3 separate regions of the Sus scrofa genome follow, and regions 1 and 3 are each linked to region 2. A link is a contact called in public Hi-C and HiChIP or PLAC-seq data. All regions are on one chromosome and are shown on one strand. The core of a region is the stretch at or near the end of the contact, and the rest is flanking DNA. Distances in the headings are between cores, read along the strand shown. Region 1 overlaps NAA50 (N(alpha)-acetyltransferase 50, NatE catalytic subunit). Region 2 overlaps CCDC191 (coiled-coil domain-containing protein 191). Region 3 holds the start of GRAMD1C (GRAM domain-containing protein 1C).

Region 1 (4,581 bases), core at 1,931-4,430, 240 kb after region 2:
CCCTCATGCCACTTTTTCTTTTCCTTCTCCCCCCACTACTGCTGCACCTGAGACCTACAAAAGTTCCCAGGCCAGCCCTCATGCCACTTTTACCTTTTACAGTGGAAGCACTATTAAGGCAATGTGCCAGGTGATAGAGTCTCATTTCATCCTCATAAGCTCTTAGATAGTATCCATAGTCTGCTCATGTATCTATAGGTATAGTATAAAACAGATACAGAGTTGGGCCAAAAAGGAAAGAGAGCTTGGTGGGTTCTGGGGGTTTTGAGTAGTTTTATATGGAAAAAAAACTTTTTGGAATTGGGGAAAAGGCTAGGCCAGTGACCACAGCTAGGTGATGAAGAGCTAATCAAATTTCATTTGATAGATTATGTACAACTTTTGAAGGATTTTATAAGCAGAGAAGTGGTCAGATTTGTGTTTTAGAAAGGTTATTCTGCCTGCATTTTGAAGTCCTTGTCTCCTTGGCTTTAGTCTTTTTCCTGTTTACTAGGCTATTAAAATTTGGGTTGAAATGATGGCCCAAACCATACTGCTAAAGGAAAGGTATAGAAACAGGTTATGAAGATAGTTGGGAGGCAGAATTAAAAGAGATTAAAATAGGATATAAGGGAGTTCCCATTGTGGTGCAGCACAAACAAATCCAGCTAGTAACCATGAGGATGCGGGTTTGATCCCTGGCCTCACTCAGTGGGTTGGGGATCCGGTGTTGCTGTGAGCTGTGGTGTAGGTCGCAGATGCAGCTTGGATCCTACATTGCTGTGCCTGTGGTGTACGCTGACAGCTAAGCTCAGATTTGACCCTTAGCATGGCAATTTCAATATGCAGTGGGTTCGGCCCTAAAATCAATCAATCAATCAATAAACTGGGATATAAGAGTACATCTAAAACTAAATTTCTGTGTTGGATAAATGATGGGGCTATTTATAAAGGTAGAGAATAGAGGTAGATGTTTTAATTTCCTATAGAGAATGATGGGTTCACTTTTTGAAGTGTTGAATTTGAGATTCCTATAGAGATAGCTAGTAAGCAGTTGAAAATATGTGCTTGGATTCAGAGATTTGGAAGTAAAAACATCAGCATTTAAGTGGTGGTAGGGAAAAGCCATAGCTGGGAGGGAACTCTCCTAATTGAACATATAGATAACTGTGGGAAATGTTTTCCAAGAATAATTTTATTCTTTTTAGGTTATAACCTTGAGTATATTGTTTCCTTGTGTGTGTTTAGCACTTCCAGTGCCCAAACAAATAATTACTTAGATTTTTTACACACCTTATACTTGTAGTCACACAGCTTGGAGAACTGATTCACACACCACTGCTTTTTAAAAATATTTAAATTATTTTGACTCACACCCACAGCATGCAGAAGTTCTCAAGCCACAGATTGAACCCATGTCACAGCAGTGACCTGATAGCTCCCTGGTAGCAATGCTGGATCCTTAACCAGTAGGCCACCATGGAGCTCCCCCACCACTGCTTTTTTGATAACTGCTGAACCTTTAGAACAGTTACTCTTAACCGAAAGCATACCTCCCATCCCACTCTAGACATCTGATAGTGTCTAGAGGCAGTTTTAGTTGTCACGGTGGGGTTGGATGGTTACTGGCATCCAGTGGGTAAGGCTAGAAATGCTGCTAAACATCCCATAGTGCTCTAGAAAGCCCCTCACAGCAAAATTATCCAGCCCAATACAATTATCAGTTGTACCAAGACTGAAAAATTCTGCTCTAAACTCTAGATGAGATGAAAAAGAGTTCATCAGTTACATTAAGGGCCTAGAGATTCTTGGATTTACTAAAACTAATTTAGCAATTCCTTGAAATATTTGAGGTTCTGCCCTATGTCTCATAGTTCAGTAGAAAAGATAAGGTTCAAAAACAAACACAGCAGTGTAGAGGCTCTGTGCCTTGGGAGAGTACAACTTAATATAGTTCAAATGAAGTGGAAATCTCGGCAGGATGACAGGTTAAGGCCACAGTTTTTACGCTGTGCTTTGATAAGTACTGAGTAGGCTTACTTTGAGGTTGAAGGAACTTATGCTTTAGAGGAATCATTCCTGTAATTTCCTTTTTTTTCCTTTTTTTCTTTTCTTTGTCTTTTTAGGGCTGCACCCGAAGCACATGGAGGTTCCCAGGTGAGGGGTCGAATCGGAATTGTAGCTGCTGGCTTACGCCACAGCCACAGCAATGCAGGATCTGAGCCAAATCTTCGACCTACTCTATAGCCCACGGCAACGCCGGATCCTTAACCCACTGAGCAATGCCAGGGGTTGAACCTGTATCCTCAAGGATAGTAGATTTGTTTCCACTGAGCCAGGACAGGAACTCCATTGGAATTTTCTTGAAAGCAAGAGTTTAGAATCGGAATACTGTCAGCTGAAAAAAAAAAAAAAAGCATCTATTCTCTAAGCCTCTTGAAAAAAGTTTTTTTAGTCAAAGGACAGAGGGCATACTTTGATCCTTGCTTAAAAGACCTATAAATTTTATGCAGAAGTCCTTGATCCGTCCACCTTAAATAAGTGTTCTGTGCTAGGTATTTCTTTCTCTCTCTCTCATCCTTGAACAGTAACGATGACTCCTTTGAGGGAAGTCATATGGTCTGGCTAATCTTGCACTATAATGGAAATTAGACATAGGTCCTGTTCTGGCTTTATTGATAATTGGCTTTCACAGGCACATCTGTCTCTGGGGTTCAGTTCCATCATCTATAAAATGAAAGGGAATAGAGCCAGTGGAAGGTTCTAAAGTCCCTTCCAGATTAGTCACTCTTAACAAGAAGTGACCAGACAGGAGTTCCTGTCCTGGCTCAGCGGAAACAAATCTGACTACTATCCATGAGGACACAGACTTGATCCCTGGCATCGCTCAGTGGGTTAAGGATCTGGCGTTGCTGTGAACTGTGGGGTAGGTCACAGATGCAGCTCAGATCTGGCGTTGGTATGGCTGTGGCGTGGGCTGGCAGCTACAGCTCCTATTTGACCCCTAGCCTGGGAACCACCATATGTCATGGGCGTGGAGCGGCCCAAAAAAGACCCAAAAAAAAAATGACCAGTTAAAATTTTGTGCTAAGGTTCACTTAAATACCCATCTAAAGTATAAAGGCTTTAAGCTTTCTCTATACATAATTTTCTCTTTTTGCTATGTAACTTTTGCACTCTGACTTTGTGTGGAAAGACCCACTTTTGTGTAGTCATATCTCCATCTTGTGGCCTTTCAGAATATTGCCACTAAGTTTTGTTTTTACAATTATGGACATAATTGACATTACCTTTAAAAGCTAGAAACATTTATCTTGATATACTAAATACTTTACATGCATTATCTCATTTTATCACACCACTTGTTTTACAAGCCACTGGTGAAGGTTTCCTACTATTCTGAACACAAAGGTTATATGAGATTTGACTAACAGACTAATCTTGTGGTGCTGACACATATTCACTAATTAATGGGCTAATGGGCTCTATAAAGTAGGAGGTAAGTAGCTGTGTTTTCCACATCTAAGGCCTTAGTTCACATTTCTATGGATGATTGTCCTAGATATCAGTCTGCCCCCTCCTTGGATCTTTAGTTTAAAAACTTTGGTATGATGATGTGTTAGTTTGTTATGGAGTTGATAAACAAGAAAAATAATATGTCACATGAATTTACTTAAGCTAAGAGAATAATTTAGTTTCTTTAATAACTGCTGTCTTCAGTTTTTTAATTAAGGCTGTGAACTCTAGTGCCAGCAGGAACCTGAAACCAGGCATGTTAGATAAATGAGTAAGATAGAAGAAATGTAGGCTTTATGTAAAAACTTCTGATTTAAATATTAGTATTCAACTTAATTTGGAAAAACAAAAAACTGCTGAGTCAAATAGAAGTGGCCACATGGCTGATTTAACTTTTAGGCCAGGAATTTGGGGTCTTAAACTGATAAATTAAAATAGTCTACATGGTTAAATTATATTTAACCTAATCTGAAGTAAGTGGTTAGTGAGTTAGTGTAGTGGTTTAAAAACCCAGCTTTCAGAGTTAGGCCAATTTGAGTTTGGGTCACAGTTCCTCAAATGCAACATTTTATATGAAACCCACTCTGATCATACAGCTTTTCCAATGGTCTATTTTACTTCTCTGTGCCTGTCTTTAGCTTCTGTTTCCCTCATTAGACTCCTTGGATTTAGAAATTTATACACACGCAGTGGCAAGTTTATTAATTAGAATTAGTGTTTAATTTGTATGGTTAATAACAAGCTATATTACAGAAGTAAAGATTCCAAGGTAGGATGTGAGAATTTGAAAAAAAAAAATTTTTTTTTTGTCCACACCCATGGCTTGCAGAAGTTCCCATGCCAGATATCAAGGCCAAGCCACAGCAGTGACAACTCTGAGTCATCAACCACTAGGCCATCAGGGGACTCCAGGAGTTTGAATTTTTAACTGGCAAAGTGATTTGGATGTATAGCCAAATTTGAAACCCTTTTTTGGATTTTGTGACACTGCTTCTCTAGATTTTTTTTCCCCTACTCTTGAAAATTGTTTCTTAGGTCTCTTTATGGGCTCCTTTTTTCCCCTAAAATTTAAGTGTTCCTTTTAGT
Region 2 (4,436 bases), core at 337-2,836:
TCCATCTCTGATGTTCTTTCTTTGTGTAGGTCTAAGTTTTTAACCTATGTCATATTCCTTCTGCCCAAAGAATGTCCTTTAACATTTCTTATAGGGTTGGTCTACTGATAGTGAATTCCCTTGCTTTTTTTTGTTTGTTTGTTTGAGAATTCTTTATTTCTCCTTCACTTTTGAAGGATATTATCGCAAGACATAGAATACTGGGTTTACAAGGTTTTTTTGTTTTTTTTTTTCCCCAGTACTTTAAAAATGTCACTTTTTTGTTCTTGCCTGTCTAGTTTCTGGGAAGGAGTTTGCTTTAATTCTTCTTTTTTCTCTTTGTAGGTGTTGTAGTCTGCTTGGGTTGCCATTACAAAATGCCACAAAGCAGGTGGCTTTAACAACAGAAATTAGTTTTCTGACAGTCCAAGAAGCTGTATGTCCAAGATCAAGGTGCCAGCATGATTGGTTTCTGGTGAGAGCTCTCTTCCTGGTGTGTAGAAGGCCACCTTCTCACTTTATTGTCCCATATCCTTTCCTCAGTGCATGTACACAGAGGGGGAGAGAGACAGTATGTGAGCTCTCTGGTGTCTCTTCTTTGAAGAACATGAATCCCACCCTTAGGACCTCATTTTACCTTAATTACTTCTTTAGAGGTCCCCATATCCAAATACAGCCACAGTGGGGCAAGGGGTGATGGTGGTTAGGACTTCAACATATGAATCTGGAGAGGAACACAAACATTAAGTCCATAATAGTAGCTAAGATCGGTTTCCCCCCAGATGCCTTCAGGTTTTTTCTGTCTTTGGTTTTTAGCAATTTGAATATGGTATGTCTTGGTTTGCTTTGTTTACCTGCTTGGTGGATTCTGTTTCTTATGTATGTGGCTTTGTGGCTATCTGTAATTTTAGGACTTGTTTACCCATTACTCAGATATTTTACCTGCTCTATTTTTTTCTTCTCCCTCTGGGATTCCAGTTATGCTTATATATTATATTGTGTGATGTTGTTCCACAGCTCCTGGATGTTTTGTGTTTTGTTTGTTTTTCACTCTTTCTTTTTTCTTGTCACTTTAATTTCTGTTGCCCTAACTTCACGTTACCTGATTCTTTGCTTAGCTTTGTCATGTCTGGTGATAAGCTCATTGAGGGCCCTCTTCATTTCTGTTACCATGTGTTTTTGATTTCTAGCATCTTCATTTGAATGTTAATTATAGTTTCCATATTTCTGCTAAAATTACCTTCTGATCATGAATGATGCCTACCTTTGCCATTAGAACCTTTAATATTACAAGTTATTTAAAATTTCTGATGTTTCCAACATCTCTGTCATGTTTGAGTCTTGTTCTAATGATTGCTTTATCTTCTCAGACTAGATTTCTTATCTTTTGATATGTCTGATTTTTTTTTGTTATTGAAAGTCAGACATATTGTACAGGGCAATAGAAACTGAGATAAATGGGCCTTTGGTATGGAGATTTGTGTTAATCTAGCCAGTAGCTGGGCTATGTTTGAAGTTTGTTGTTGCTGTGGTTACCACTGTTAAGCTTTGTTGTTGCTATGGGAAAGTATAGACTTCAGTTTTCACTAGTGACTCTTTTTGTTTCCTCTTTTGGCTTTAGGTCTTCCCTTTGTGCTATTCCCCAGAGAGAGAATGTCTCTTGCAGTTCTCCTAGCTGTACTCCACTGTTATTACTAGAGGTTTGTTAGTGTAGTGGAGTGGTGTGAATGAGGGGCACATTCTCTAACATTCTGATCAAGCCTCACTCTTTGGAGTACACAGTATTTGCATTCAGAAGAATTTCAGAATTCAACTCTAGGGATAGAGCTTCTTCCTGGCCCTCTGTTCCCCTCTTTCTGTATCCACTGTCTCAGACTGTACTCTATGAGGTTCCTCCTTTACTTAGGTGAGATAGGGAGGCTAGTTTGGATGGTTCCCCTTCCCAGGTGCAGTGGCATTACACTAGTGCCTTGAAGTGGTGCTGCTTGCAGATGAAGCCAGGGAGAAGAGCTGGGCAGATTTTGCAGTGGTTGCTATTTCTCTCCTCCAGCCAGAACTATGGTGGGAACTTTATCTGGATTCTCCCTGATCCTCTCTGCGAAAGTCTGGTGGAGTTCCTAAAGCAAAAAGATAGGAACCTCCCTATGACTCTGACACCCCACTCCACCCTGCCCCAGGAGCTTTACCCTTCTCATGCTGGCTTACCCTTGGCCTCTAGCAATTCACCAACATTTCTAGCTTAAACATCTTATTGGCTCATGGTATAGGGGGGCTTCTGCCTTAGGTAAACAAATACTTGGGTGTTGTGTCTTTCTACAGGTGCCTGTCTCCAGATTTAAGGATGGCTTCAGTTTTCTGGTTCATAAAAAGTCATTACTTTGCTATCTGACTAGCATTTTTCTTGCTGGAAACAAACTGCTTATACTGACCAAGAAAGTTGAGAAATACATTACTGGCCAATAGGTTGTTCTGTTTCTCTCACTATACCAAGCCCAAATCTTTTCTTTTTTAGGAAAAGTAAAATGTAACTTCAGTCTACAATAATAGACAAAAGGATTTTGTCACATAAGCTAGTTTCCATTTAGTAAATCAACTCTTTATAGCTGTCTCAGTTGAGCTGAATGCATTTATAGACTGGCTGTGTTTGAACTTTCTTTGGGAGAAGATTACTGCACTTGGCAGTTGTCTCCTTTTGCTTCTGGGCAAAAATGCTCTGCACAGTATGTTTCTCTATCCAGTATACCATGTGGTCATATTCCTTTTGATACATTGTTTTCTGCACAAGTGATTCTTTACCTCCCTGTACACTTTATATAGCCATTACCAGCAAGCAACCTCCAAGGCCATAGCAGTGTTATTCCTCTGAACATCAAAAAAAAAAAAAAAAAAAAAAAAAGAATGACACTGCAGTTCTTGTTGTGGCTTAGCAGATTAAGGACCTGACGTTGTCTCCATGAGCATGAAGATTCAATTCCTGGAGTCACTTAGTGGGTGAAGGACCTGGTGTTGCTGCAAGTTGTGGCAGAGGCTGGCAGCCACAGCTCCAATTCAAACCCTAGCCCGGGAACTCCCACATACAGGTGTGGTTGTAAAAAGGAAAAAATAATAATAATGACACTTCTGAATAAGTGCCTGCTAGGACTTGTCCAAATCCGTTGGATCCTGGATGTGTTTGATGGAAGCTTACTTCATATCTTCTAGTTGGACAGTTTTTGCTCATTAAGTTTACCAGCAAATTGTCTAACAGAGGTACCGTACTTTCTAATTGTATAGATGACCAACCCTACTGTTGGTATAGCAGAGAAGGTCACTAGGGAAATCAGTTATATCTTTGGATATAAAACATAAGATAAATCCTGTGACACCAGTTCAGGATGCAGAATTGGAATAATTCCTCAGGGATAAACCCATGACAAATTGGTTCTCTGTATTCAGGAATAAGTGGTTCTCTCTTTGTCTTAAATTTTTGAAAATTTAATTATAAAAGTGTCTTGATGTGTGTCTCTTTAGATCCATCTTATTTGGTACTTTGGGGGCCTTCTGTCTGGATATCTGTTTCTTTCTCCAGTTTAGGGAAGTTTTCAGCCAATTTCTTTGAATAAGTTTTCTGCTACTCTCTCTCCTCTCTTTCTAGGACTCCTATAGTATGTATATTCTCTCTTTGATTGTATCCCATTAGTCCCTTAAGCTATCTTTACTCTTTCTCAATCTTCTTTTTGTTCCTCTGATTGGATGAATTCTACTGCTCTGCCTACAAGTTGGTTGATCTTTTTTCTTGATCTAGCCTTCTGTTGAATTCCTCTGTTGAATTTTTCTGTTCAGTTATTTTATTTTTTAGCTGTATAATTTATATTTGGTACTTTTTAATATTTTCTTTCTCTGTTGAAATTCTCACTTTGTTCATGCATTGAACATTTTTATAACCATTATTTTGAAAATTCTATTGGGTAAATCACTTATTTCCCTTTCATAAAGATTAGTTTCCTGGAGGTTTATCTTTTTCTTTTGTTTGGGATGTAGTTCTCTGTTTCTTCCTTTTTCTTGACTCTTTATTTTGGTTTCTGTGCATTAGATAAAACAGTCCCCTCTCCTAGTCTTGACAGAGTGGTCTCATGTAGGAGATGAACCTCATCTGTCAGCCTGGCCCAAGGTCTTGGTTATCTCTCAAACCTTTGTGATTGTCAAAGCCGCTGTCTTTGTTCTTAATAGCTCTCCTTATTTAAGGATCTGTCAAGACCTGTCAAAAGGAAGGATCTCAGTCAGCACTTTGATGTAAGCTGATTAGAAGCTGTACCCTCCGGAAGCAGCTGAAAATGTATATAGTTAAGCCCCTTCCAGGGAGAAACTAGGAGATGTTTGTTTTTCCTGCTCCCTTTCGCCAAGCCCAGGTACATAGCCATGGGGCCAGGTAGCTAGGGCATTAGGGGTAGGGTTCTCCTGAACCCATTTAAAACCTC
Region 3 (4,528 bases), core at 1,923-4,422, 150 kb after region 2:
AAAAGAGGATAGATCATTGACCCAAGCCTAGTGTAAAGCCTGCTACCTTGGTTAAATTCCTATAAACTACCTGGTAAACCTAGGGCCACTCTGCCCCCGACAATGTCAAGAAACAGCTATTGACCATGTCAGTATCCACAACATCTTTTTAGGTCCTTTTGGATTCCAGAAGCAATATATTTCTCATTTACAAACTTCTTTGGCCTATATTTATGCTGTTACTTGCAGGTAAGTCCATCCTGAAGAGGGCCCTCCCCCCAAAAAAGATTCTAAAAATTGTCAAAACTACAATATAACAGACATTCCCAATAGTACTACTTCCTCCCTGACCCCTTACCAAAACAAACAGACAACAACAACAACAAAAATGCACATACACGTACACACACACACACACACACACTCACAAAGAATCCTTCACTGTAGAGACTTTAGCAGCCTCTTCTCATGACTCCTAGACTCTCTGGACCACCCATAACGTCCATAAGTTGTTCATAGGCTTCTGACGCAAGAAACCATTTCTTACCCCCACAGAATATGCCATTGGAACAGTAATAACTAACAGCACACTGGACTCTCCCAGAAGTAGAGGCTCTCACAAGCCTGGAGCCTATGACCCTCCATGCCCATTATGCTTTGGGTCCTGGAAGCAACGCTTTGCAAACTCAGTACAGCCAAGGTCTCTTTGCTGCAGGACAGAACAAAATATTGCCCCTCCGACATAGCCCACCCACAGGCAGGCAGAACCTCTCCTGTTCTCATTTCTTTGTCAGATAGCATGGTGCTAGAAGAAGTCGCCCCTCTCCTGAACCCCCTGAATACTTGGGGACCAATGTGTGATCAACTGATTGGACAGCAATAGGATTTCAATATTTCAAACTCCCATTTGAAGTCTGATAGAAAAACTTGCTGTTCAGAGCACAGCATCACCATCCCTACACATGATGGAGCTCCCTGGAGACCTACTACTTTTCATCCCTTAACCAGGATGTCCCTGGAGGAGAAGACCCACAGGTCAGCACAACTAGCTGAACTTACCAGTTATCTGTTTTTTGGTTGGGGAGGGAGGCACACCTGCGGCATATGGAAGCTCCCAGGCCAGAGACTGAACCTTTGCCACAGCATTGACCGGAGCCACTCCAGTAACAATGCCAGACCCCCATCCTGCTGTGCCACAAGGGAACTCCTCCCACAGTTACTTTAACACGGAATGCTCTGGCCAACTGCACATTTTTACAGATTCTTTGCCCATTGCCTAAGAGTTGCACCCTTTGAAGTAAAGAACTCTGGAACACCCTTGCTTTCAGATACTCAAAATATAAATTAAGGTCACATGTGTCTCTATATATACTCTAGCCAAAATAAAAAAGACCTCACCAAGACACTCCTTATCCCTTATCCCCATCAAGAGTTCCACAGATTACTGGAGTTCCCATCATGGCTCAGTAGTTAACAAATCTGACTAGCATTCATGAGGACACAGGTTTGATCCTTGCCCTTGCACAGTGGGTTAAGGATCCCATGTTGCCGTGAGCTGTGGTATAGTTCACAGACGTAGCTCGAATCGATCCCCCGTTTCTGTGGCTGTGGTATAGGCCAGCAGCTAGAGCTCTGATTCAACCCCTTGCATGAGAACCTCCATATGCTTCAGGTGTGGCCCTAAAAAAAACAAAAAACAAACAAAAAAAGGAGTTCCAGACAGTATTGACAGTGACCAAGGCACTCATTTTTTCTCTCAAAATACACATCATTGGGCTCTTGAACAAAGCACTCAATGGAACTTTCATTTTCCTTACTGGCTTCAGGCTGCAGACCTCCTATGAGAGCCATGATGGCTACTTAAACAAGTTCGAATTCAACTAAATGAAAAACAGTACATTTTAGTCATCAGTTAGACATCAAGGATGAATTGTACTAAAGAGTCTCATTCAATTTTTTTATGTTTGCCTGCTGAAAGCTTTTAAGCCTCACCTCTCTTTCTTCCTCTCTGTCCCTCAAATGGGCAAGGTGGTAAGAATGCCTGGATACTCTTTCCTTTGGTGTGAATGGGAGAGTCAAATCAAGCAAGACAGATCCTGACCACACCCAGGAACCTCTGACTTCCACCCCCTAACCACAGAAGAAACCCTGAGCCCTCCTTCCCCTGCCCTTTCAAACCAGTCTGGATCTGCTTGAGAAGACTGCCCTGTTCTTCTCTCTTCATTATGTATGTTTATAAGTAATACGTCTTTAAATACGAGTAATAAACCTCTTCATAGTGTGTGTGTGCGTGCCATCATCAATTTTATCTCCCAATCAAACACTGGGTGGGGGCCACAAGCTGCAACCTAGGTCACAGATGTGGCTCAAATCTGGCATCGCTGTGGCTGTGGCATAGGCTGCAACTGCAGCTCTGATTCCACCCCTAGCCTGGGATCATCCATATGCTGCAAGTGCATCCCTAAAAAGAAAAAAAAAAAAAAAAAGTAAAACAGATACACACAACCAAAGTAAAGCAATGAGGTTAGTGTTCAGAAAGGCATGTGACTCCTGCAACAAAAGTGGGCTTTCACCCTAAAGATTAATTAGCAAGTTCTCTCGTTAATCAAATAAGGTAGTAAACAAGTAACAAAACTAGTTGAAACCAAAAATGCGGTTAACAGCCCAGTGATTTAAACTATCTAGAGTTCTGAGCCCTTTTATCAAGAGCTAATAGTTAAGGGGATGGCATAAGACCAGATCAACATGATCCCGGTCACAATCATGGCAGTGGGGTCTGAAGCCGAGGGATCTGGACAAGGACATCTCGCTCCGAACGCCAACCCTCCACGCCCACCGGCGCAGACCTACCCACCATCGTCCAGAGGGAAAGGCTCGCAGTAAGGTCAGAAAACCCCCTCGTCGGTAACAACTTTCCAAATTACTCTAAAGAGCACCATGAGAAGGGAAGAGAGGAAATAATAACCACAGTCTAAGAGGACTCAGACAATCTTCGTGGAGAAAAGTGCGCAGTAAAGCCACCGCTGGGGAACTCGTACCACAAGAGCCACTTACCTGACGGCCAGTCAGAGCGCCTTCCATCGCGGATCCCTCCGCCGCCAAGGTACCGCGCACGCGCGTCCCGCTGCGGGGAGGGGGCGTCTAGGCCCGCGTCCCCCGCCCACCCCGAGGGTGGGCTCCGGGCTCCTGCCCGCCAGCTTTGCGAGGGACGCCTTGGATCCTGTCGGCGCGACTTGCGCCCTCTAGCGGCCATTAAGGACACCCCCGCCCCCTTCCCGATGTTTGCCTGAAGGCCTATCTTTGCTAGGAATCATGCTGTCCTTACCTATCTCCCAATCACAAATTCCTGTTCTGGCTGTGAAATGGGTTCTAGGCACAAGTCACTCCTCGCACTCCTTGCAAAGCCTCCACTCTGCTTCCCACTATACGTACCCTGCTCCAATGTGCGAAAAAATGAATTGCATGACAAGCTCCTGTTTCTTCAAATAAGATTGAAGTTAGTGATGAAAAGCTATTGAGTGTTGTAGGTCTTAGTTAGAAAAAAAAAAAAAAAGCTGTAAAAGACATTCTAGAACAATTAGGAAGTATTTTATATGAAATCTTTATTAGAGTTGATGTTACAGGATAATGAATGGTTTATAGATCAATTTATTAGTATTCATTTACAGATAATACTATATGGTGATGGAGAACGTCTTTATTATTAGAAAATTCGTGGTCAGGTATTTAGGATGACGTGTCATGGTGTCTGCAACTTGATTTCAAATGCTTCAACAAAGATAAATACCGGAAGATGAATGTGTTCCCCTCAAATTCATATATTGACAGAGGCCACTTCTGCTTTGTGAGGCCACAGTGATAAGGCCACCAGCTCTGAACAGAATGTGGGCTCTCAGACCTGACAGGGACTCTGCTGGTGTCTTGAGCTTGGACTTCCCAGACTCCAGGATGATGAGAAAGAAAATGTTTGTGTTTAAGCCACACACTCTGTATTTTTGCTGTAGCAGGCTGATTAGACTAAGACAATAGATAGAAAGAAAAATAGCAAAATGGTAATAATTATTGCACCTGTGTAGTGGGTATACCACTGTTCAGTGACTCTTTTTCTATTTCTGTATGTTTGAAAATAATCATAATGTAAAGTTGAAGAGGGGGAAGAATCAAATCCAGTTCCACAAAAAGTCAGATATTGAGTACTTTAAAAGTTTATATTATAGGAGTCCCTGTTGTGGTTCAGTGGGTTAAGAACCCAACATAGTATCTATAAGGATGCAGGTCTGATCCCTGGCCTCGCCAAGTGGGTTAAGGACCCCAAGTTGCCATGAGCTGCTCCATCTAGAGTTGTTGTGGCTGTGGCGTAGGCCAGCATCTGCAGCTCCAATTCAACCCCTAGCCTGGGAACTTCCGCATGGCACAGGTGCAGCCATAAAAAGAAAATAAAAGTATGTATTACATGCTAAAGGAAAAATTACTTAATAAGATAATCAAGAAAGGATAGGTTCCTGTCCCGTCCTGCAAAACTTTGCATAAGCTATGTTTTCCTTCAATG

Evidence for each region. Hi-C and Micro-C count contacts between places; a contact is called where the count stands out from the background. HiChIP or PLAC-seq counts read pairs in DNA pulled down with a chosen protein or histone mark.
Region 1: a contact with region 2 is called in a Hi-C map of alveolar macrophages, with 2.4 times the contacts expected there. The contact joins two enhancer-like sites. A contact is called at or near these places in 8 of 47 Hi-C or Micro-C datasets (alveolar macrophages, embryonic fibroblasts, heart right ventricle and 5 more) and 1 of 2 datasets of contacts at active chromatin or transcription factors (alveolar macrophages).
Region 3: an H3K27ac HiChIP or PLAC-seq map of alveolar macrophages shows a contact between it and region 2. The contact joins the promoter of GRAMD1C here to the enhancer-like site in region 2. A contact is called at or near these places in 3 of 5 promoter capture datasets (fetal liver and liver), 14 of 47 Hi-C or Micro-C datasets (alveolar macrophages, embryonic fibroblasts, fetal heart ventricle and 7 more) and 2 of 2 datasets of contacts at active chromatin or transcription factors (alveolar macrophages and skeletal muscle).

What each region holds. Positions count from the first base shown.
Region 1 is chr13:146,199,396-146,203,976 of Sscrofa11.1, forward strand. All of the region lies in intron 1 of NAA50 (N(alpha)-acetyltransferase 50, NatE catalytic subunit), which reads left to right. Among named protein-coding and RNA genes, the nearest start is that of NAA50, 8.5 kb to the left of the region's middle. Within about 2 kb of position 3,181, at least 5 of the 83 cell types and tissues checked have an H3K27ac peak or open chromatin away from gene starts, as enhancers often do. A contact at or near this core is called in alveolar macrophages, where this site is marked.
Region 2 is chr13:145,957,370-145,961,805 of Sscrofa11.1, forward strand. The region is part of intron 12 of CCDC191 (coiled-coil domain-containing protein 191); the gene reads left to right. Among named protein-coding and RNA genes, the nearest start is that of ZDHHC23, 38 kb to the right of the region's middle. Within about 2 kb of position 1,587, at least 5 of the 83 cell types and tissues checked have an H3K27ac peak or open chromatin away from gene starts, as enhancers often do. A contact at or near this core is called in alveolar macrophages and retroperitoneal adipose tissue, where this site is marked.
Region 3 is chr13:146,102,613-146,107,140 of Sscrofa11.1, forward strand. GRAMD1C (GRAM domain-containing protein 1C) reads right to left here and starts at 3,173. Exons shown (of 18, transcript XM_003132665.6): 1 at 3,034-3,173. The coding sequence starts at 3,060.